Regions from separate parts of the Mus musculus genome. Here all the other regions are linked to region 2. A link is a contact called in public HiChIP or PLAC-seq and promoter capture Hi-C data. All regions are on one chromosome and are shown on one strand. Each heading gives the region's core, a stretch centred on a gene start, on an enhancer-like site or on the middle of the called end of the contact. The rest is flanking DNA. Distances are from core to core; before and after follow the strand shown.

What was found. Promoter capture Hi-C pulls out the DNA fragments that hold promoters and counts their contacts. HiChIP or PLAC-seq counts read pairs in DNA pulled down with a chosen protein or histone mark.
Region 1: a promoter capture Hi-C map of embryonic stem cells shows a contact between it and region 2, with 4 times the contacts expected there. The contact joins the promoter of Kcnj2 here to the promoter of Abca5 in region 2. A contact is called at or near these places in 10 of 39 promoter capture datasets (the C10 cell line, cranial neural crest, embryonic stem cells and 4 more), 3 of 484 Hi-C or Micro-C datasets (embryonic fibroblasts, embryonic stem cells and olfactory sensory neurons), 9 of 115 datasets of contacts at active chromatin or transcription factors (astrocytes, bone marrow-derived dendritic cells, bone marrow-derived macrophages and 5 more) and 4 of 9 other capture datasets (adipose tissue, embryonic stem cells, liver and 1 more).
Region 3: a contact with region 2 is called in a FOXA1 HiChIP or PLAC-seq map of pancreatic cancer cells. The contact joins the promoter of 1700096J18Rik here to the promoter of Abca5 in region 2. A contact is called at or near these places in 4 of 39 promoter capture datasets (embryonic stem cells, frontonasal cranial neural crest, liver and 1 more), 1 of 115 datasets of contacts at active chromatin or transcription factors (pancreatic cancer cells) and 1 of 9 other capture datasets (embryonic stem cells).
Region 4: a promoter capture Hi-C map of embryonic stem cells shows a contact between it and region 2, with 2.8 times the contacts expected there. The contact joins the promoter of Amz2 here to the promoter of Abca5 in region 2. A contact is called at or near these places in 2 of 39 promoter capture datasets (embryonic stem cells and liver), 1 of 484 Hi-C or Micro-C datasets (embryonic stem cells), 3 of 115 datasets of contacts at active chromatin or transcription factors (astrocytes, embryonic forebrain and memory CD8 T cells) and 1 of 9 other capture datasets (liver).
Region 5: an H3K27ac HiChIP or PLAC-seq map of extraembryonic endoderm stem cells shows a contact between it and region 2, with 19 times the contacts expected there. The contact joins the promoter of Prkar1a here to the promoter of Abca5 in region 2. A contact is called at or near these places in 10 of 39 promoter capture datasets (the 3T3-L1 cell line, cranial neural crest, embryonic stem cells and 6 more), 3 of 484 Hi-C or Micro-C datasets (embryonic fibroblasts and embryonic stem cells), 17 of 115 datasets of contacts at active chromatin or transcription factors (astrocytes, bone marrow-derived macrophages, cardiomyocytes and 14 more) and 4 of 9 other capture datasets (adipose tissue, embryonic stem cells, liver and 1 more).
Region 6: an H3K4me3 HiChIP or PLAC-seq map of embryonic stem cells shows a contact between it and region 2, with 7 times the contacts expected there. The contact joins the enhancer-like site here to the promoter of Abca5 in region 2. A contact is called at or near these places in 7 of 39 promoter capture datasets (the 3T3-L1 cell line, cranial neural crest, hematopoietic stem and progenitor cells and 3 more), 1 of 484 Hi-C or Micro-C datasets (B cells) and 7 of 115 datasets of contacts at active chromatin or transcription factors (the NIH/3T3 cell line, bone marrow-derived macrophages, effector CD8 T cells and 4 more).
Region 7: a contact with region 2 is called in an H3K4me3 HiChIP or PLAC-seq map of bone marrow-derived macrophages, with 7 times the contacts expected there. The contact joins the enhancer-like site here to the promoter of Abca5 in region 2. A contact is called at or near these places in 4 of 39 promoter capture datasets (the 3T3-L1 cell line, embryonic stem cells, frontonasal cranial neural crest and 1 more), 1 of 115 datasets of contacts at active chromatin or transcription factors (bone marrow-derived macrophages) and 1 of 9 other capture datasets (liver).

Annotation. Positions count from the first base shown.
Region 1 is chr11:111,064,719-111,067,418 of GRCm38.p6, forward strand. It overlaps Kcnj2 (potassium inwardly-rectifying channel, subfamily J, member 2), which reads left to right and starts at 1,446. Exons shown (of 2, transcript NM_008425.4): 1 at 1,446-1,616.
Region 2 is chr11:110,336,426-110,339,125 of GRCm38.p6, forward strand. Abca5 (ATP-binding cassette, sub-family A (ABC1), member 5) reads right to left here and starts at 1,291. Exons shown (of 39, transcript NM_147219.2): 1 at 1,060-1,291. Gm39445 (a long non-coding RNA gene) reads left to right here and starts at 1,413. Exons shown (of 3, transcript XR_880289.1): 1 at 1,413-1,859; 2 at 2,363-2,434.
Region 3 is chr11:109,345,575-109,348,274 of GRCm38.p6, forward strand. It overlaps 1700096J18Rik (RIKEN cDNA 1700096J18 gene), which reads left to right and starts at 1,293. Exons shown (of 2, transcript NR_027883.1): 1 at 1,293-1,478.
Region 4 is chr11:109,424,520-109,427,219 of GRCm38.p6, forward strand. Amz2 (archaelysin family metallopeptidase 2) reads left to right here and starts at 1,427. Exons shown (of 9, transcript NM_025275.4): 1 at 1,427-1,511; 2 at 1,967-2,056; 3 at 2,451-2,578. The coding sequence starts at 2,567.
Region 5 is chr11:109,649,593-109,652,292 of GRCm38.p6, forward strand. Prkar1a (protein kinase, cAMP dependent regulatory, type I, alpha) reads left to right here and starts at 1,357. Exons shown (of 11, transcript NM_001373913.1): 1 at 1,357-1,481.
Region 6 is chr11:109,669,861-109,672,560 of GRCm38.p6, forward strand. It overlaps a transcript of Fam20a not described here. Among named protein-coding and RNA genes, the nearest start is that of Gm39443, 17 kb to the left of the region's middle. Within about 2 kb of position 1,436, at least 158 of the 459 cell types and tissues checked have an H3K27ac peak or open chromatin away from gene starts, as enhancers often do. A contact at or near this core is called in the NIH/3T3 cell line, bone marrow-derived macrophages, effector CD8 T cells and 2 more, where this site is marked.
Region 7 is chr11:111,289,441-111,292,140 of GRCm38.p6, forward strand. No RefSeq gene overlaps it. Among named protein-coding and RNA genes, the nearest start is that of Gm30158, 220 kb to the right of the region's middle. Within about 2 kb of position 1,376, at least 27 of the 459 cell types and tissues checked have an H3K27ac peak or open chromatin away from gene starts, as enhancers often do. A contact at or near this core is called in bone marrow-derived macrophages, where this site is marked.

The DNA of each region.
Region 1 (2,700 bases), core at 196-2,695, 730 kb after region 2:
ATGATCCATTCTGCACCCTCTTAAGTGTATTGCTCATGCTAGGAAAAGAGGCAGGCTTCTTAAGGTAAAATGAAAATCTATGCACATTTCACCAGCACCTCCTAGGGGCCAAGTGCGGATGTGGGACTAGGAGGTGGGTATCCACTCAGCAGCTCAGAACGGCTCCTTTCAACACTCGTACACATAAAAGTGTGCCCTGCTCCTACCACCTAGAACGCGAAATATTTTGTAGAGGTTGTTTGGTGACTCAAGGCAGTCTTTACGGGCTTAAGTTAAAGGTAGGCAGATGCTTTGGGGTGCTTGAAGCATATTCATTAAACCGGACTGCAAAACTCCGTGGAAGATAAAAGACTCCTAAACGCATCATGTCATTTTAAAAGCAAAGCTTCGCTACGATACCAATGTACTCAGAGATAACATGCACCTGCTTTACACACTCAGTGGAGAATTCATTTATAAATTGTCAGGATGCAGGTGCTAACCGAGGCTGGTTTTTGAAGGTCTGCAGTACTCTTGCCTGGTTGCTGGGAAGGAGGACGGGGAGGCGCTGGAGCGAGGGCAGAGCTGAGAGTCTGTAGGAGTTGCTGTTCCAGAGAATTCATTACTCTCTAATTGTTCTGGTTTTACATGAGCAGAGCTTGCCGGGCGGTGGTGGAGAGAAAGATCGAGGGCGAGGGCGGACAAGGCGAAAGGAACCAGCGGCTCCCTCCCTTCCCCCACACATCCCAGAGAAGTCTAGGCGCATTTTTTTTCTTTTTTTTTTTTTTGTAAGTAATTCACCATCATTTGCGAGGAGAAACGGCCCAGTCAGACAAGCAATCGCTAGCACATCTAAATTTTGCAGGGTATTGAGTGCGGGTCCCGGGACCCTTTCCAGGTTTAATTTAAGGATTATCCGCAAGCTGCAGTTGAGTGCTCTGTGGGTTTCCACAGTCTACAGGCTGGAAAAGGGCTGGAGGGAGACGCACCCCAGTGGTTATTTATTCCCTCCCTGCTGTAGACGTCTTTCCCAGGCACTGACACCTCTCGGGCCCTTATACAGGAACACGTACAGCCGGCCTCCACTGTGGAAAGAAACCGGGAAGTGTGGGTCTCACAGAACCCAGTAGGAAGCTTTGCCCAAGGCCAGGCTGCAATTAGGCAGCCGCATGGAGGCTGAGCTTCCCACCTGTTGCTGTACCCTCTGGGCCGCGACTTCCTCCTCCTCAGCCCAGAGCTGGACTCTCAGACCAGGCTAGGCAGCTGGAGGAGGTAGAGGAAGCCACAGCAGGTTCCGAGGCTGGCAGAGCCAGGGTCCGCGGGTGTAGAGATCCTCCTCCTCCTCCTCCTGATGGCGGTTCCCGGGGCGGGGGAAGCGCAGCCACGTGCGCTCCGATTGGCCAACAGTGGGCAGAGGGCGGAGCCAACAAGGCCGGTTATCACAAGGACCGCCTCCAGGCTATCGCAGAGCGCACTGGAGCCCTGGCCAGCGCGCAGCCTTCCCAGCACCGGCAAGCAGTGTCTTGGGAATTCTCACTTGCTTCGGCTCATTCTCTTTCACAAAAACCACTGGATCTTACATGCTTCTGTAATCCCCACTTCCACTCCATGTCCCCATGATCCTGTACCAGCAACAGGTAAGGGCTTCTGTGTTTTCTTCCTGTTCTCTTCTGGGTTGTCTGTGTGTGTCCAGGGCAATGAACTTGCTCCACAGTCCTCTACCCTACAGCTCCGGCTGCTCCGGAGGTGCCCAGTTGTCAGGCTGCTGTTAATGCTTTCCTCCCGCAAGCTTTGGAGTCCCGGCTCATTGCCTATATAGTTTGTGTGCGCACCAGAACATCCTCAGAGCTAAAAATACTGAGACACGCTTGGAAGAGTTGAGCAATAGAAACAGATTTCTCTGCAGCATCTGTTTGTGCTCATAACTTCCAATGCACCAGCTGTAGGGAGATATTGGGTTTAGAGTCAAGCGCGAGCCTGGCGTGGATTCTTCCTCTTATTGCGGGTGAGAGGGAGGAAGAGAAGGAGACTGGGGCTTGATCGGACCAAGAGACTTAGCACTTAATCTAGATCCTTGGTGTTTGGGGAGGGGGAGTCCTTGCTACAGATACAGCACAAAATTCCAGAGTGAGCTTCTCAAGTCTCAAAGTTCCTTTGCTGAGAAAAAAAGGAAAAAAGTAGCAGCCAGAGTTGGATTTTAGCTTCAAGACCGCAAAACTTTCCCATCCGATGTCGGTCTCCCCTAAGTACTTTGCTATTCTTAGTAATAATGGTGTAAATTCCTCATTTGAAGACAGTGTGGTTTAAGGGAAGCAATGATCGAAGCAACTTGATTCAGGGAGGAAAACGACTGCATCATAACTAGTACTCCTATGACAGTTGAGGGAAAAACCAAGTTAGGAAATGGGTAGTCGCACGTCCGTCTGCTTCAGTCTGTCAGTGGAGATTTGGATGAGGTTATCCATTCTAGAGATTTTCACAAACTCCGAAGATACCTGGCAGTAAATAAAGGCATTGCTTGAAAACCTGTTTTGGTTAAGCACAGAAGAGAATTAATATATCTCCTTTAATCATTTGTTGTCTTTTCCTATTAATAATTAATAGGCAGTCGTATTTCCTCTTGGAAACCAGCTCTGTAGGTGCACTGTGAGCTACCATTACACTTGTCTTTCTCTTCTTACCCACATCTAAGGGTTTTATTTTTATTTTCATTACATAGTT
Region 2 (2,700 bases), core at 41-2,540:
CAGACATTACATACTATATTCATCTAGGAACTTTAGGAACAAAATGATTACCTGGCATGTAACGAACATATTAATAAATTTATGCAAAATTTAAGAGTTCCCTATGTTTAATAGAATTTGAAGTTTTGCATTATCAAGGACACATCTGCCTAAATGACCCACATTCAAAGATCACTGTCTCTTAAATCTGCTTTCAGGATAAACACACACAAAGTGTTCTCATAATGTTCTTATCTATTGAGTCTTCTCTGACGAGACATAAAAATGCTCTCTGGGCAAACATAAAATAGAGTGAGGAAAGCACCAGGATTAGAGAGTCTGGAATCTCAGAGGGAGAATCTCAGTACCTCATTTTTTTCCCCAGCTGGGACCTTAATAAAGTTATTTAACCTCTTTAAGACCCATATTTCCCACACAGAGTACCATCTCCAACCTCAGAGCAGCTGTCAAGATGAAGTAATACTGACCCTGGCTCTGAGCCAGGATCTAACCTCATCTGGGGCTCCAGAATGTCCTTAATTTTTGTCCTCAGACTTGATTCTTTGAAAACGTAAAGCGAAGCTTTTAGAGAGCTGGGGCGAAAATCCTCAACTCCGACTGCCCCAGAGGCCGCTGTCCCCCATGGACCTCGCTTTCTCCTCCTCCCTGAAACCTTTCCGCGCCTGGGAATCTTCGTTAGCTATGTTTGGGGAATTCAGATTATTTTCAACCCCAAAACCGTGTCACGAGCTCTGCGGCTTTTCCTCTCACCCCGAGTCCTCTGGTCACACATGATCCGCTACCCGATCTGCGCCCCAAGTAGGGCGATGCTCCTGAGCCCTCAGGGGGAAAACTGACTTCGGTTTGGTTTGGGCTTTTATTTAATTTCGGTTTGTCCTTTCTTTTCCTTCTGCCTCTCTAGAAGTTCTGAGGATGTCGCTAGCCCAGGGATCCCTGTCAGCGCCCGCCACCCGCCAGCATCCTCCGGCTCCCCGCGGCCCGCCACACCCTCCCCTCTCCTCATTCCCTAGCTGCTCGGCCATCTCCACGGTCCATGCCCCGTCCCCGCCGCCGCGTCACCTCTCTCCGCAGACACGAATGGCGAGCGACCTCGAGCGCCGCGGGCCTCGGCGTCTCCTCACCCCGGCGTCGCAGCCGCAGCGCTGTCAGGCCCAAGCCGCGAGCTTACCTGCGGCGACCGCGACCGCGGTAAGTGACGGAGCTCGGAAATTCTGCGCGGAGACGCGGTCCGCGAGGCCGAGCGCGCGCGTGCCCGCCGCCCCGCTACGCCGAGAGAGCCGCGCGCGCCGCCGGAGACACGCCCCCTGCCCGCCCCTGAATGCACCTGAGGGCGGGGCGTGCGTAATGCGCGTGCTCCTGGAGCTCGAGACGGGAGCGCGCTTGGGGGCGGGGCTACTGGGGGCGGGGCTCCGGCGGAGGTGAGCGCGGCGAACGAGTCGCAGAGTACTTGGTTGGACCTGCCGACTCTAGCTCAGGTGCTCAGAACCTCCTGGGGAGCTCGCCGCACCCTCCACCGAGGCTCGATGGGTTTGAGGAGACTTCTGTCGCCTCAAGAAGGACGGCCTTGGTTCTCCACCCTCCCATCTGCCTCTGTTCCCTTGTATTTAAAGAGTTGATAAAAGTCTGACACTCCTCCCTCTTGCTGCAGCGTCCTCCCTCCTCGTTTCTGTAAAGACTGCCTTCTCCTCTCCAACCTCAGACTACCACCTTGAACATCCTACCGGTTCCTTCAAACATCCTCCGAAAATCTGCAAGTGTTGACTTCTGGCAAAGACTATATACCACGCTTAATTTTTACTTAAAATGCAAACTGATGTTTGGAATGTCGTTACCCAAAGTGATCGAAACAAGGGCCAAAGGTATTGCAAAGTAAAGTTCACAATACCAAAATTACACATCCCTGAGGAAGACTGATCCTTTCTTATCCAGAAGCCACAAACTGCCAATTCATAACACACACACACACACACACACACACACACTATTCATGCTGGAATTTTTGCTGGCTTGATACTGAATGTGTCTGGTGTGTGCAGTCCCCAGTGCTATGTGTTACAGTTACTTTCGAAAACATCTTCAGCTCTGTGAATGTGAACATTCATACATATTTTGTGTATGTGTGTGTAGTTCTCAAATTGAAAACTAAGTCTATAGAATGTGTTCTGCTTTATTATAGATGTGGACGTTTTGCCTGCATGTGTGTGTACACTATCATAGAGCCTGACACAATGATATCTTTCCTCTCAAACACCCCACTTGGCACCATAGTATCCCTTTCACTGTCTTACATGCTAATCTCTTCAGCTACATCATATGTAGCCTGAAGTTAAGAACTTTTTCTTATACCAATTTAAATTTTCAGGTCTTGCGAATCATAAACTATGGTAAATACTGCTAATAATACTACTGATGAGAGAAAACACCTACAAGAAAGGTATGTAAATATTTTTATCTTCACAAAAAATACCTACTCACTTAACAAAATTGCACCCATAGAAACAGAAAATATTAAAATTCTATTATAGGAGTGGACTTGTAGTTCAGTGATAGTCTGCTTGCCTAGATTGTACAAGGTCCTGGCTTTAAACCCCAGCAACACACACACACACATACGACTTATAAAATGGACAACAAGATTATAGGCTTGTAAGAATAACATAGAACACAGAGAAAAATATTTTAAATAAAAAAATTACTACA
Region 3 (2,700 bases), core at 43-2,542, 990 kb before region 2:
CCACTGGTTGAGAACCACGGAACAAGGGTCTGTTTCTGATACTGGTGTGGCCTCTGTGTTGGTGTTGCCTATAGGCAAGAAGCATCAACTCTTTGCCACACGATCTCTCTCCAGGGGGCCACTTGAGTGTCCCCACAAGATGGCAGCCAGCTTCTCCCCTGCCAGGTGACTCAAGAGAATACAGAAGCTATGGTGTCTTTTATGATCTACCTTCAGAAGTCCCCCTATACCACCTTGTTTACCCAGGATGGCCCTGTCTATTTGGGGAGGGGGCTACAGAAGGACAGGAACACTCATTATTAGCTACTTTTCTTGTTGATGACTAAATATCTGACAAGAAATGATTTAAGGACTCAGGATGTATCGTGGTTGAGTTCTGGGTTCAGCTCCAAGGACTACAAAAAATGAACATGGTGGTATGTACCTGTGATCTCAGCACTTATGAGGGTTAGAAGTTCATGGGCTTTCTCTGGTTTAATGGTAAGTTTGAAGACAGCCAGAGATATGGGTGGTCCTGTCTCAAGAAGTAGAAGGAAAATTGTAGGAGGGGAAAGAGGAGGAGGAGGGAAAGGGGGAGGAGGAAGAGGAGAAGAAAAAAGAAGAGGGGGAGGAAGAGGAAGGGGAGAGGAAAGAAGAAGGTGAGGAGGAGGGGGAGGGAGAAGGAGGAGGACTTAAGAGAAGGGTTGATCCTAGCTTATAGCTTGAAGTCTGTCATGATGGGGATGAAGCCATGGCTGGAATGTGAGATAGCAAGTTACATTGAGTCTCTAGTCAGAAAGCTGAGAACAGACAGGAAATGGGGCTTCCAGGCAATAAGAACTCAAGGTCAGGGCCCCCAGCGGCTTGCTTCCTCCAATAAGGTTTCACTTTCTGAAGGTTCTACAACCTTCCCAAACAGCGTCACCTGCTGAGGACCAAGTGCTCAAACACAGGAGCCTGTGGGGGACACTGCACATCCAAATCACATTACAAAAGGAACCATGTTGGCGTGCTATCCTGTGTGAGCCAGAGACCGGGCCCCACAGTTCAGATGGGAGAGAGAGAAAAGAAAGAGTCCTAGGGAACACTAGGATTGTTCTTAGCTCACTCTTTATGATATCTGTTGCCTTCCCTTCCCCCTCATGCCCCGCACCCCATTCTTTCCTCCAGTCAGATGTGAGGACTGAGTCTTTTATAATCAGAAGGGCACGGGGAAGAATGAGACTGTTTACACAGGCAAGCAGAACCTTTGTGAGGCTTTGGGGGGTGGGGTGGGGGGTGGGATGACCTAATGAGTTAAATGCTTGCTGGGCAAGTGTGAAGACCCAAGCGAGTGTGGATTGCCAGCCAGCACCCACTCAGAGCTGAGCCAGAGAGCATGTCTCCAGTCCCTAAGGCAAGTTGTGAGGTAAAGACGGGAGAGTCCACGGAGGCTGAGAAGCCAGCTAGCCTGTGGGCACTGCAGTGGACAGGAGACCCTGTCTCAGGCAAGGTACAAGGTAAGGACAGATGCCTGAAGTTGTTCTCTGGCCTCCACATGACCAGCATGGTATACATACCTGCACTCTCACCAAGAATGTACACACACACAATATACACACAACACACACACACACACATACCACACACACACAACACACACACAACACACACACACACAACACACACAACACACACAACACACACAACACACACACACACACACACACACACACATGATTTTTATCTTAAAACAACCATATGAGAGACCGTGAAAGGATTGGCAGACACTGAGAAGGGAAAATGTTTATAAATGAGTGGAAGAGGCAGAGGAGACTGTTCAACAAGAGCCAAACAAACACATTTAAGCCAGCTGGAGTAAGACAGTAAACGGTAGGGCATAGGGTTTGGCTGAAACATGTTCAAAGTTCCTGCAGGCTTGTTTGATGTGGGGATTTAGGCTGAGTAAATGGATTTGAGGAGTGTGAAAAAAAATTCTCCTCCGAGGGACATTTCAGGAGCTTGTCCCCGTAGGGTCAAGGCAATACCAGGAAGCGAACTTTAATAGCTTCCTTCTATCAGCGTAGGAAGCTGAAGCCGATAAGGAGTTGGAATGGAGTCTCCCAGTTTGAGGAGCTTCCCCAAAAGGAAACTTTGGAGAGGGAGATAGTCTGTGTTTACACAGCATGCCTTCGATGTCTGCACTTTACACAAGCTGTATCCTAGGGCCAGGCTGAAGATAGAACTGCCTGACCTAGAAAAGCCTACGTCTGGGCACAGTGCCCAACCCAGCACTGGGAGGGAACTTCTGCCCAGCCCTGCCCAGCCCAGGGGCTCAGAGTGGGGGTGGGGGACTCCCTGAGCACAGCAGACACTACACAGGATGTACTCAGGGTTTAAGCAAAGCCCGGAGGGTGGTTTGGAGAGCTAACCGCTCAACTTTTAGTATTGGGGTGAGGGATGTAGTACAATGGTAATATCATACTTGCACAGGGCACTACAAGTCCTAAGTTCTATGCCCAGCACCACTAAGAAAGTGAAGGGGAAGGAGACTCTTCTAGTTCATTCTCCCATTAACAAAAGGACATGTTACAAGAGGCCCCTGATGTATGATATCTGTCCACCCATCTAACAATAAAACTTAATGAAGATTGGTGTAGGTTCCCTAAATACTCCCCGAGTGTTCCCAAAAGGAGCACCCATGATTTGCGCATCAGTGGGTTTGTTCAAGATGATGCAGGT
Region 4 (2,700 bases), core at 177-2,676, 910 kb before region 2:
TATTGGCAGGACTATTTGTCTGCAATGATATGGATTAGTTATTCTGAAATTACCCTCAGTGCATATTGTACCACAGAGCAGTTAAATGCAGAAGTAAATTATGAATAGTGGGAGACAGACTTTTCATTAGTATGGAAGGGAGTGCACACAGAAAAATGGAAAGCAGGAACCTTGTGGTGTTAGACTGCAATCAGAGTGATTGGTAGGAATTCCCAGTGTAGGTGTCCTGTGACTACTTAGAAAAAATTGCTTGTTTAGAAGCATGCTCTGGAGTATTTACACTAAAGGGGCATCATGTCTACAGCTGATTAAAAATGTCCCGGGAGAAAAAAATGGTCAGGTTGTTGGGGAGTGACCTCATGGGAGGAGAAAGAGGATCAGAGGGGGTCCTGGGGAAATATAACCGAAGTATGAAAATTTGAAAGAATATACATGTATGTGTCTCTCTCTGTATGTGTGTATACAGTGCTCAGAAGTCAGACACAGGAACATTCTCTGCTACATAGTGAGTTCAAGGCCAGCCTTGACAGGAGACCCTCCCCAAATAAGCCACTTTTGTCAACTTGGTAAGGGCAGTAAGGACAACATATATGAGCCTTGTTATAATAACTGGGCAAGGATAATTAGAGCAGTGTGCACAAGGCAAGAAGAGAGCAAAAAGTTTGGGGGTTGGGTAGGAAGAAGGGTACAGACATGTGGGGTATGCAGTCTTTAACTTCCAAGGATGAGAGGATGTTGATAAAATAGTGGCATCATCCCCTTGTTTGACCTTCCTGGGGCCAGAAGCGCCCAGAGATGCAAAAGGATTGAATAGGTATATGCTGGGGGCGGGGATCAGGAGATCTGGCCCTGGGGTTTCCCCTTCCAGAGTCTCCTGGGGGTCCGAGCTCTAAGCTCTTAGTTCCCCAAGTACCAAAGGCAACCCTATGCCCCACGCCCTAGGATGCAGCCCTGCTTCCTGACAGCGGTGAGGCCGCGACAGTCGGGCAAACCGACTAAGAAGGGAAAGTCCAAGCGGGTGATGTGTCAAGCCGCGGACACGGCTGACTTATTTGGACCCAGTGGTTAAATTACTCAGGCTCAGCCCACGGCAGGTGGTTCCGTGACCCTGCACCGCCCGCGAGGAGCGGGTCGCGGCGCCCCCGTGAGGGCCGACGCGAAACAGCGACGACTGGGGACTGTCCGACACTACATCGCCCCCTTACTACTTTAGTCAACCACACACAGCGTGAGTGTTGTGAAATGGACAGAGGTCACGCCTTCGGGGCGGGGTTACAGCACATGGGCGGGGCCTTTCTGGAGGAGTGGGGCGGGCTCAGTGTTTGGAGGAGGAGCCTTAGGAGGGAAGAGCGCAGATAGGAGGCGGGGCGACGATTGAGGGGCGGGAAGACGGGTCTTGCTAGTGGGCGGTGTGGGCGGGGCATGCGTGAAAGGGTGAGGTGCGTCCGCGCGAGGCGCATGCGTGCTAGGACCACCGTGGCAGCTTGAGGGCGGCCTAGAGGCCTGTCCGGGTGAGGGTGGTATGAGGAACCGTCAGGGCTGGGCAGGGGAGGAGGAGGAAGGTGTTGATCGTTGGGGAGGAGCGGATGTGGTGGGAGGGATGGCTGCGGCGGAAGCAGAGGGGACCTCGGGGGCAGGATGTCTCTTGGGAACAACGCGGGCCTTTCCGGTTGCTCCCTGGGTAGAAGACGCGAACTCTGAGTTCCGGGGAGGCCCCCCACTTTTGACTCAAGCAGAGACTGGGTGGCGTCTGCACCGGCCGTGCAAGTTGCTATGGGCAACCAGCTAGCACGTCTGGCGAGACCCACTTGGCGGGAGATGTTCCGGTTATAGAACCGAAGCATCTTAGGCCCCCGGTCCCTGCAGTGACTGTACGATGGCTCCCTGCACACTTCTTCAGCGACACCATCCACGTTGGACTAGGATGTGGAGGCCTTCTGACTTTCCACTCTGTCTCTTTTATTAGGGTGAAGGCCACACCCCTTTGCCAGACATGCATTGTCCTTAGAAAAACATAAATGGAAAAACAGCAGCTGGAGATTTCTCCTTTATAAAGGTAGGTAGACTGAATGGGGCCATGGTGATTTATTTTTTTTTTCTTTTTAAATTTCATCCTGTAAAAATAAAATCTCAGCCCAGATGTGCAGTACCGAGATGAGCTACACTCAGCGTAGTCTCTAGGATCCTTTCTAGTCAGTGTCACCCTCTTGAGCTCCAGAATTCAGAAGTTCACTGAGCACAGCAGTTAGCTTAAATTTCAAAATCAGTCGTTAATAAACTGAGAAATACAGAGAAACCCTGTCCCACCCCCCAACCCACCCCCAAAACAAAGCAGAACAAAAAACCAGCCAACCAACCAAACAAACAAAAATGGAAAAGGCCCTCAATTAGAAAACACAAACTAAATGGACAGAAACATTCATCTTTTTTTTCTTTTCTCACTCAAAAAGCGTCTGCTTGGTATGAAGGATGAACGTGCCACGTAGGGACTTGATAGGAATGGGGAAAGTCCTGTCACCATGAGTATGGCGTCTCATTGGTCATCTTAGATCTACCCCCGTGTCTTATGGCTGACAAGGTAAGCGTAAGGGGCTGAGATGGATCTTGCCAACCTGCAGTTAAATAACAGAACCATTACTCTTTTCCTTATTGAATATCTTTGAGTGACACTGGAAGGGATGCCGTTGATCCTGTGGACAA
Region 5 (2,700 bases), core at 107-2,606, 690 kb before region 2:
GTAATCATAACTAATGTTCAGAGCCCTTATCATAGTCTGGGTATTCCAAGACAAAGTCAGGCTTAAAAAGGTGAAATTTACAAACACCACTTAACCCAAATATCTTAACTGGGGATCACTGTGAAAATTATGCAGGAGATATTGTAACCTTTTTTGGTACTAAGTGTTAAATCCGTGATATTTTCTACGCACATTGCCCTAGCACATACACGATGAGGCTGTCAACACCTTGCAGCTACTCAGAACCACACACTGCAGGGGCCTATTTTATTTATGTATTTATTTAGGCCCACTTTATTTATTTAATTCATATGCCTAAAATTGTGTCCCTTGCTTTCATTTTCACATACTTAAGGGGAAAGTTGACTGAAGGAATAATGAAGTCGCCTTTTCTCTTGTTTTCTCATGCAGCTCAGATTTCTTGCTTGGTCAATGATTTGATCTGCCCATCTGTCTGTACTGCCCATGACGCAGTCTGGCATAATAGGAGGCTAGGGCATTATCAGGACTCCGGGCTCCTCTTGGAAGTCTCCCTACATCTGGTGCTTCTGTAGGCACGGTAGGGCCTCCATTGATGACAGCTCACTTGTGGAGACAGTAGTCAGATTAGCCAAGCAGAGGCTTGATAGGGGCTCAGATTTCCTGGACCGGATGACAGGCCCGAGTCCGGAACCCCGGGTATTGCGGGGGTCTACACAGGATGCGCGCTCTGTCCATCAGGAGCATCTCAGCATCCGCTTGCGCTCAGCTGTGGTAGATCCGCTAGGGCCTCCTCCTCTTCCAACAGCAGGGATCTCCTTGTCCGCCCAGCGTCCTGTAACCCCATCCCCCTCCCTGCCGTCCCATAGCACCCAGGGCGGAGTCGCCCACCTGTCACCGAATCGTCCCACGTGGGTCTGCGGTAGGAGGGTCGAAGGGAGGGAGAAAAGACAGAGGCGTGGAGGGAGGCAGACGCAAGAGCCACCGAGGAACCGAGGAGAGGCTGAGATCTCCGAACAGCTAAACAATCTAGAGGACCCCCCACCACACCTGGTAAGGAAGGGACAATAAAGGAGACAGAAACGGGTTAGCAGAAAGAGAAGGAAAAAGATGAGAGCGATGAAGGGGCTACGTATACGCGACAAGATAAAGATGGAGAGGTGCCCTGCAAGAGAACGGTTCTAGCTAGATGACGACGGGCTAAGGGTAGGGGGTGGGAGTAGCCGGTGGTGGGCTTGAGGGGGGTGGGGATGGGGTTGGAGGAGGATCCTAGGCGTCTGCGCCTTTAAGGTTGCCAAGGCAACCGCCCTGGCCAGAGCGAGGCGCATTGACGTCAGCAGCCGAACGCTGATTGGCCGCGGTCGGCTGGTTTCCGGTGGAGCCGTCGCCGAGCCGCTATCGCAGAGTGGTAGTGAGGCTGCGAGCTGAGCCCGCTGGACGCTCGGTCACCCCGGCCGCCTCGCCCTGCGTTAGCCCCTGCTCGTGCCGCCGCCCGCCCTCAGGTGAGTGCGGGCCCGAGGCCTGACCGGGGAGTCGCCGGCCGCGGCGCTCCGCTGCGCGTCCCTGAAGGCGCGGGAGCGAGCCAAGATGGCGCCCCGGGGAGCGCGCTGCGGGGGGACGGCCGCACCCCCTGCGCCTCCGAGGCGGCCTCGGGGCCTGTCGCAGGCCTCGCACTGTCCCCCGGGGTCCGCCCTTGCACCGTTCCCCGCGGGGCCGTAGGCCGCCCCTGCCCCCCGCCGTTCCGCCCCCGTCCTGAGTGTCTCCGGGTCCCCGGTCCTGCGCTGCCCTCGGCTCCCCGGCCGCCTCCGCCCCCGCGCGCCGCGGCCTCGGCGCCCGTCCTCCCTCCCCCACTTCCTGAAGGACAAGAGCTCGGTATTTTTTTTTTTTTTTTAAACCGGAATCCGCCATGGCTTTTCGGTCTTAGCCTCGCCACTCGGCTGTAGTCTTCATCTCTGCCCAGTCGTTTCTTCTGCCCTGGCTTCCCCCCTCCTCTTCGCGGGCTCGTCTCCCTCCACCCCTCCGCTCGGTGATTTCAGCCTAGCTCCATTTCCCTTTGTCCCCCTAACACTTCTCGTCCTTTCCAGCCCCCACCACCGCCCACCCCAGCCTCCCCAGGCCTCCCGCTCCGCTCCACTCCACGTCTGCGGCCTCCTGCCTGGTGGGGGATGAGGGGCCGTCTTGCTGCTCTCAGTGATCATGACCGTGGCCTAAGTGAAGTGAAGGGCACTTTCCTGCCCTCCCTCGTGAAAATACGCGGCGCCCGTTAACCCTTAACTCCAGCCCAGAGCGGGTGTGGGGACAGCCGATGACTTGAGGGAGCCAGGATAGATAGGTTTCTTGAGCAGAGAAATGAAGGCTCGCATTTAGATGATGACCCCCACCCCACCCCCCAGGCTGTGTTAGTGTTACTTGGCATCCTTTAGATGTGGGCCCTGTCAGCAACAGGCTCCCAAAGGCGGTTTAAATATGTCCTCCAGTATAGTCCTTCTGAAAGCAAGAGTGTCATCAGAACCGAATTTCCTCAAGAATCCCCCTTCTTACGAATACTCGATGCAGTGATGATGGTTTTAGTGTTTGTTTTGGAGAGAAGCTAAGTTGTGGGGTTTTTAAAAAGTAAATACAAACGTGGAACCAAGACATACCCGATTAAAAATCCTAAGGCCATAAAATTAGATTATTTGGCGTTTCACATGATGACTGGTGTTTGTATTTTCTTTACCA
Region 6 (2,700 bases), core at 186-2,685, 670 kb before region 2:
AAGCTCTGGAAGGGGAAGGTTCTGTCCAAAGCCATGGCGTTGTTTTCACAGGACAGACCTGTCTGTGTGCCTTAGGGCTTCACAGACTGGATTGGACTCCTGGTTTTACAAGATCCACCTGTAGCTGCTTGAGGATCTTACACATCAAGATTTGTTTCTGTTTCTTCCTGGAGTTTGAAGAGTGAGCACATGAGTTACTCTGGTGATAACTGGGATCTTCACACGCAGGGAAGCTGGAGTTAGTGCTGGAGAGTGGCTGAGTTCTGCTGCTTAAGCTCTGCCTGGCCAGGTTCAGAAGTCCCTTCCTCTCACCAGCTGCATGTCCTTCTTTTAAAACTTGGCCCAGGATGCAGTTTACTGTTGTGTTGACATTCTGAAATTGAATTAGCACAATGGCAGTGGCGTCACTTTGTCTCCAACCTCAAAGATTTGGACCCTTTGTGAACTTTGGCAAAGCCCTGCCAGTGCACTTCCGGGTGGACCAAAACCATGCTAACCATTTAATTTGCCCTCCATCACATCTGCCAAGGGGAAACACAAATCTCTCCCTTCTTACATTTGGGGTATTTCTGTAGAAACCATCATTTTTGTGTACATACACAGCTAAAATTTGTTTCTTGGCATAACTTTAGAACTGTGACATCATCATGAGTCCCTGTAAGAACAAGAAGTAGCTTTGTGATTTTAAAAAAGTCACCACTAGATGGAGAGCTTTTTCTTTATGCTCAGCTTTGCCAACCTCAGATGAGTCGCAGCTGTTTCTCAGTCTGCAGATCCTGCATTTGCGTGTCTCCCTACTTGGTACAATGTAAGTGTGACCCCGAGACTGCCACACCAGAAGCCCTCTGGGACCTGAGCTGCACTCGCAGAGAAAAACGTGATTATCCCTTGCCTTCCCACCCGAGGCTGAGTGAGGTCTGCCTCACCTCATCTGTGGCCATGTCACCTGGGGGCCTCCTGCACCACGCTTGTGTGGGGGCCCTCGTGCCTGCTGTTGATGAGGTCACTCGGTATTTAGAAGGCCTCCCAGGATAGTGCTCATGGGCTGACTCGCGTTCCTGAGTTTGAGAAAGCTGTCTCTTACTGTGAACGTGCAGCAGTAGACAGATGCAGTGTTAAAGAACCAGCAATGTAAAGACATGATCTTTACCACACAAGATGAGATTCTGTAGTAATGGGTCAGTGAAGTTAGACTAGAGAATCCTAAGAACCTGACCTCATACTTCTCCTAGGGGCAGTAATAATTTACCAGTTAAGAGGCCAGGAGTTTAATAGGACAGAATTGCTCCCTATAAGAGAATTGACTTATCCTTAGATAGGTCCAGCATTTGGAGAATGCTGTGGCATATCCCTCCAAACTGATCCCTACCAGTTCACACAGTCTTGGTTTTTTTATTTGCTTGCCAGTGGTAACATGGAAAGTTTTCACATAGACTCAGAATATTTTTTTTCCCCATGGGAAGTTGAGCAATGATTCAGAGTGCGTAAGCTGTAAGAACTCCACACTCTGAGAATGGAATGTTTTTGTCTTCTGGTGCTTTTGAAAAATGCTGCTCTTAGCTTTATGTTGTTGTTGTTAGAAAAACAGATAGTTAAAAGTAGCCTATATAGTTATCCATCATAGAATCAAGCCGAGTTACTTTGGTTTTGAAATGTAAAGCAGATTTCAGAGTCTCGAGAGACTGGTCTGCATCAGGGAGGCCATGTTGGAGATGGACTGCAGCTCGCCCGAGCCAGGCTGGCTGAGAGCCCCAAACCATCCTTTCTTTGATCTGACAGTGCCTGTCCCCCCCAGCCCCCAATCTTCAGTGTGGCTTCCTTGTGCTTCCCAGACATGGGAGAAGAGAAGAAACAGTTGATGTTGCTGCAGGAAGCTGCGCCTCACAAAAGGGCCTTCTTGAGAGGGAAGTCTTTAGAACCAGTTTTCTCTGGTAAAGAGTTGACTTTGCTGTTTTTTCTCCTGTAGCCCAGCCCAGCCCAGCCCAGCCCAGCCTTCAACTCTACACTCTTTGTTTCAGCCACTCAAGGGTGGGGATTTGCTGGAATGAGTCACAGCACCCAGCAAATTTGACTTCACAAATGGGTGTGATGCTATACATTTTGGAAGAAGTCTAAACCACAAGATGATGTGGTTTTGTCTCTTGAGAGCTATAGTTCTCATCCTTACACATTGGAGGAGGGGCATGCTCGTGAGGGTTGCAGACCTATGTCTTGCAGGGTAGTGTCTGGGACTGGCAAGGCTCTAGGGTGAATAGAGGCAAGGTTATTTCGCAAACTGGGTTCTGGGGTTGTGTGCCCATAACGTGGGGTGCTAGGATGAATCAGAACCATCCACTACAAGACCAGCATGGTGACTCGTGCCTTAATCCAGGCACTTGGGAAGTAGAGGCGGGAGAATCAAGAATTCAGGGCCAGCCTGGTGTACATGAACTCCAATCTCAGAAGACCAAAACAATACTACCTGTTCTCAGTCATCCTGTCTGTCCTTGGACATATGCACAAGTCTGAGTGACATTGCTGGTTCTGGATTTGTCCCTTGTAGTGATGTCTTTTCTTCCTCCCCTCCATATTTTTTGATCCTCTGGCTTTTATCAGACAATAAAGTGATTTGATCTGATGAAGCCATGCGACCCTAATCTTCCACCAGCTCCCCCTTTTGTGTCTGGCTCTTGGTTTTGACATACATGGTGTCACTTCCTC
Region 7 (2,700 bases), core at 126-2,625, 950 kb after region 2:
ATGAGAAATTCATTAACCATTCCTATGAATAGTTGATACTTGATCCCAAGGGAACTTTTTGAGACAACCTATGAAATAAATTATAATATATATATATATATATATATATATATATATATATATATATCCTTGCCATTGCTTGTGGCTTAAGTCAAAAAGAAATATCAGTTCAGTCTCTAAGTAATGATGTTGCTTCAGTGATGGCTGGATCTCTCTGGTTCATCAGACAGTTTTCTTATTAATTTTTTAAATTGTAAAATTATATATATGTGTGTGTGTGTGTGTGTGTGTGTGTGTGTGTGTATGTGTATGTATATGTGTATATATGTATATATCTTTGGAAATTTGAAAAACTATGTATTTTGATGTTTTCATTCCTTACTCTGCCCCAATTCTTCTCCTATTTCCACTCCTAAACCCCTTCACTTCCTTCACTTCCTGTATGTATTTTTTAAGACACTGTCTCATAATAGATGTCCTGGTTCTCTGGTTCTTATAATCACCCCACTCTCTCTTTTGTGATGATCCCTGAGTCTTAAGTATACAATTTGTATTATAGGGTTGCGTTGTATTGTTTTATCCATAAAGAATTATATAATACCTGTACTTGTGGAGAGAACAAACGTGAAGGGCACGTTTATCTCCACAGAAGTGATTCGAATTGAGAGAGCTTCAGTAACTGAAGGTCACTTGCTAATGATAAGCATGGTGGCTGCAGAGAAGAAAAGTGGAGAGGCAATTCAGTAGTGGAGTGTTTGCCTAGCATTTGAAAGGAGCTTGGTTTGATCTCCAGAATTGGGGGTCGGGTAAGGTTGTTATTTGTTAGCACAGAAAGGAAGTAGGTAAATCTCAAGTTCTCCAAAGGGGTTATTGTCATGGAAAACTTCATATTATGTATATGCAATCTTAAGATGGTCCTTGCCATTGCTTATGGTTCAGTCTCTCAGTAATGATGGAGCTTCAGTGGTGGCTGGATCTCTCTGGCTCACCAGACAGTTCTCTTATTTTTTTTAATTGTAAAATTAAAACATAATTATATCATTTCCCTTTTCCTTTCATCCCTCCAATTCTTACAATATTTGATTTTCATCTCATATTTATCAGATCTTTCTCATCTTCATGGCCTTTTTATTATATATAGAATAAATATACTCCTAAATATATGAGATATATATATTCCTGAACATATAAATATAACCTGCTTAGTCATGTCATGTTACTTGTTTGTATATGATTTCACAACTGACCACCCACTTGGTATTGAGTAACCAATTAGGTGCTTTTTCTTGTGTCAGACTATTTCTCCCACTCTCAACAGTCCTTAGCTGCTTGTAGTTATTTTGGAAGAGGAAGTGGATAAAAATATAAATCTTGGAGGAACAGGAAGTCAGTTGTGAGATTGTGACTCTTACAAAGGTCAGGGAAGCAATCCCCATGAAGTCTCCCTAATGCTGCCTGAACAGGACCTGGAGAAAGACAACAGAAAGACATGTTAACATGGGAGGGCGATTCTCATGGATTCCCAACCTAGGAAAAGAACTATAGGTATGTGTCTTTGTTAGGTTTCTACTGCTGTGAACAGACACCATGACCAAGGCAAGTCTTACAAAGGACAACATTTAATTGGGGCTGGCTTACAGGTTCAGAGGTTCAGTCCATTATCATGAAGATGAGAACATGGCAAAGGCATGGTGCAAGCAGAGCCGAGAGTTCTACATCTCCATCTGAAGGCTGCTAGTGGAAGACTGATTTCCAGACAGCTAGGGTGAGGTTCTTATAGCCCACACCCACATTGACATACCTCCTCCATTAAGGCCACACCTATTTGAACAAGGCCACACCTCCAAATAGTGCTACTCCCTGGGCTAAACATACACAAACCATCACATTGTGTATTTTAAACACAGATATGTTCTGCATTGTCTTCATTCAGACTATTTCCATCAGACAGCAGAAAATATATCACATCCATGCTAGAATTTCTTCCTATGTTTTACACAACCAAACAAGAAAGATACTCTCCTCTCCTTAGTAGTTCCCAGTTATTCATCTTCACAGATAGCTTGAGTAATAAGTCTATTGTTTGGTCAATCCATGAAGATAATGACATGTAATATCTTTTTAAAGAAGGTCTTGTTATTTTTTTTTCCTAGTATAAATTCACGATTAGCAGAAAACAAAGCTCATTCCATCTATTGCATGGGTTGAAAACTAAAATGAAGCTAGTATCAAAAGAACAGAGAAGCAACTGAGGGCAGGTGACAAAACCAACACAACACACAAACACACACACACACAAACACACACACACAAAACAACACACAAAGGACTATCTTCCCTCCATAGTGAAATACAGATATTGCATGAAGAACACAAGAGTCAAGGGTCAAAGGTGTTTTAAATTTTTATATATCTGATAACGTAAAAGCTTGAAGGCATTTGAAGGATGGGAACTAAAACTAAGGGCCAATGAAATGGCTTTATACCTGATTGAATATAAGTGGTATCAGAAAAAAAGTTACTAATGGGCCTTTTACAGCGTGAAGAGAATCTGTAAGGAAACATTAGGTTAATTGCTCCTGCTGTATTCAGCTGAGCTTATGTGACTATCAGCTGGTCTTACATATATCTTCCTGACTTTATAGACTGACTAGTGAGTTGGCTTGCAATAAAGGAAGAACAGAAAGGAATACAAGCACA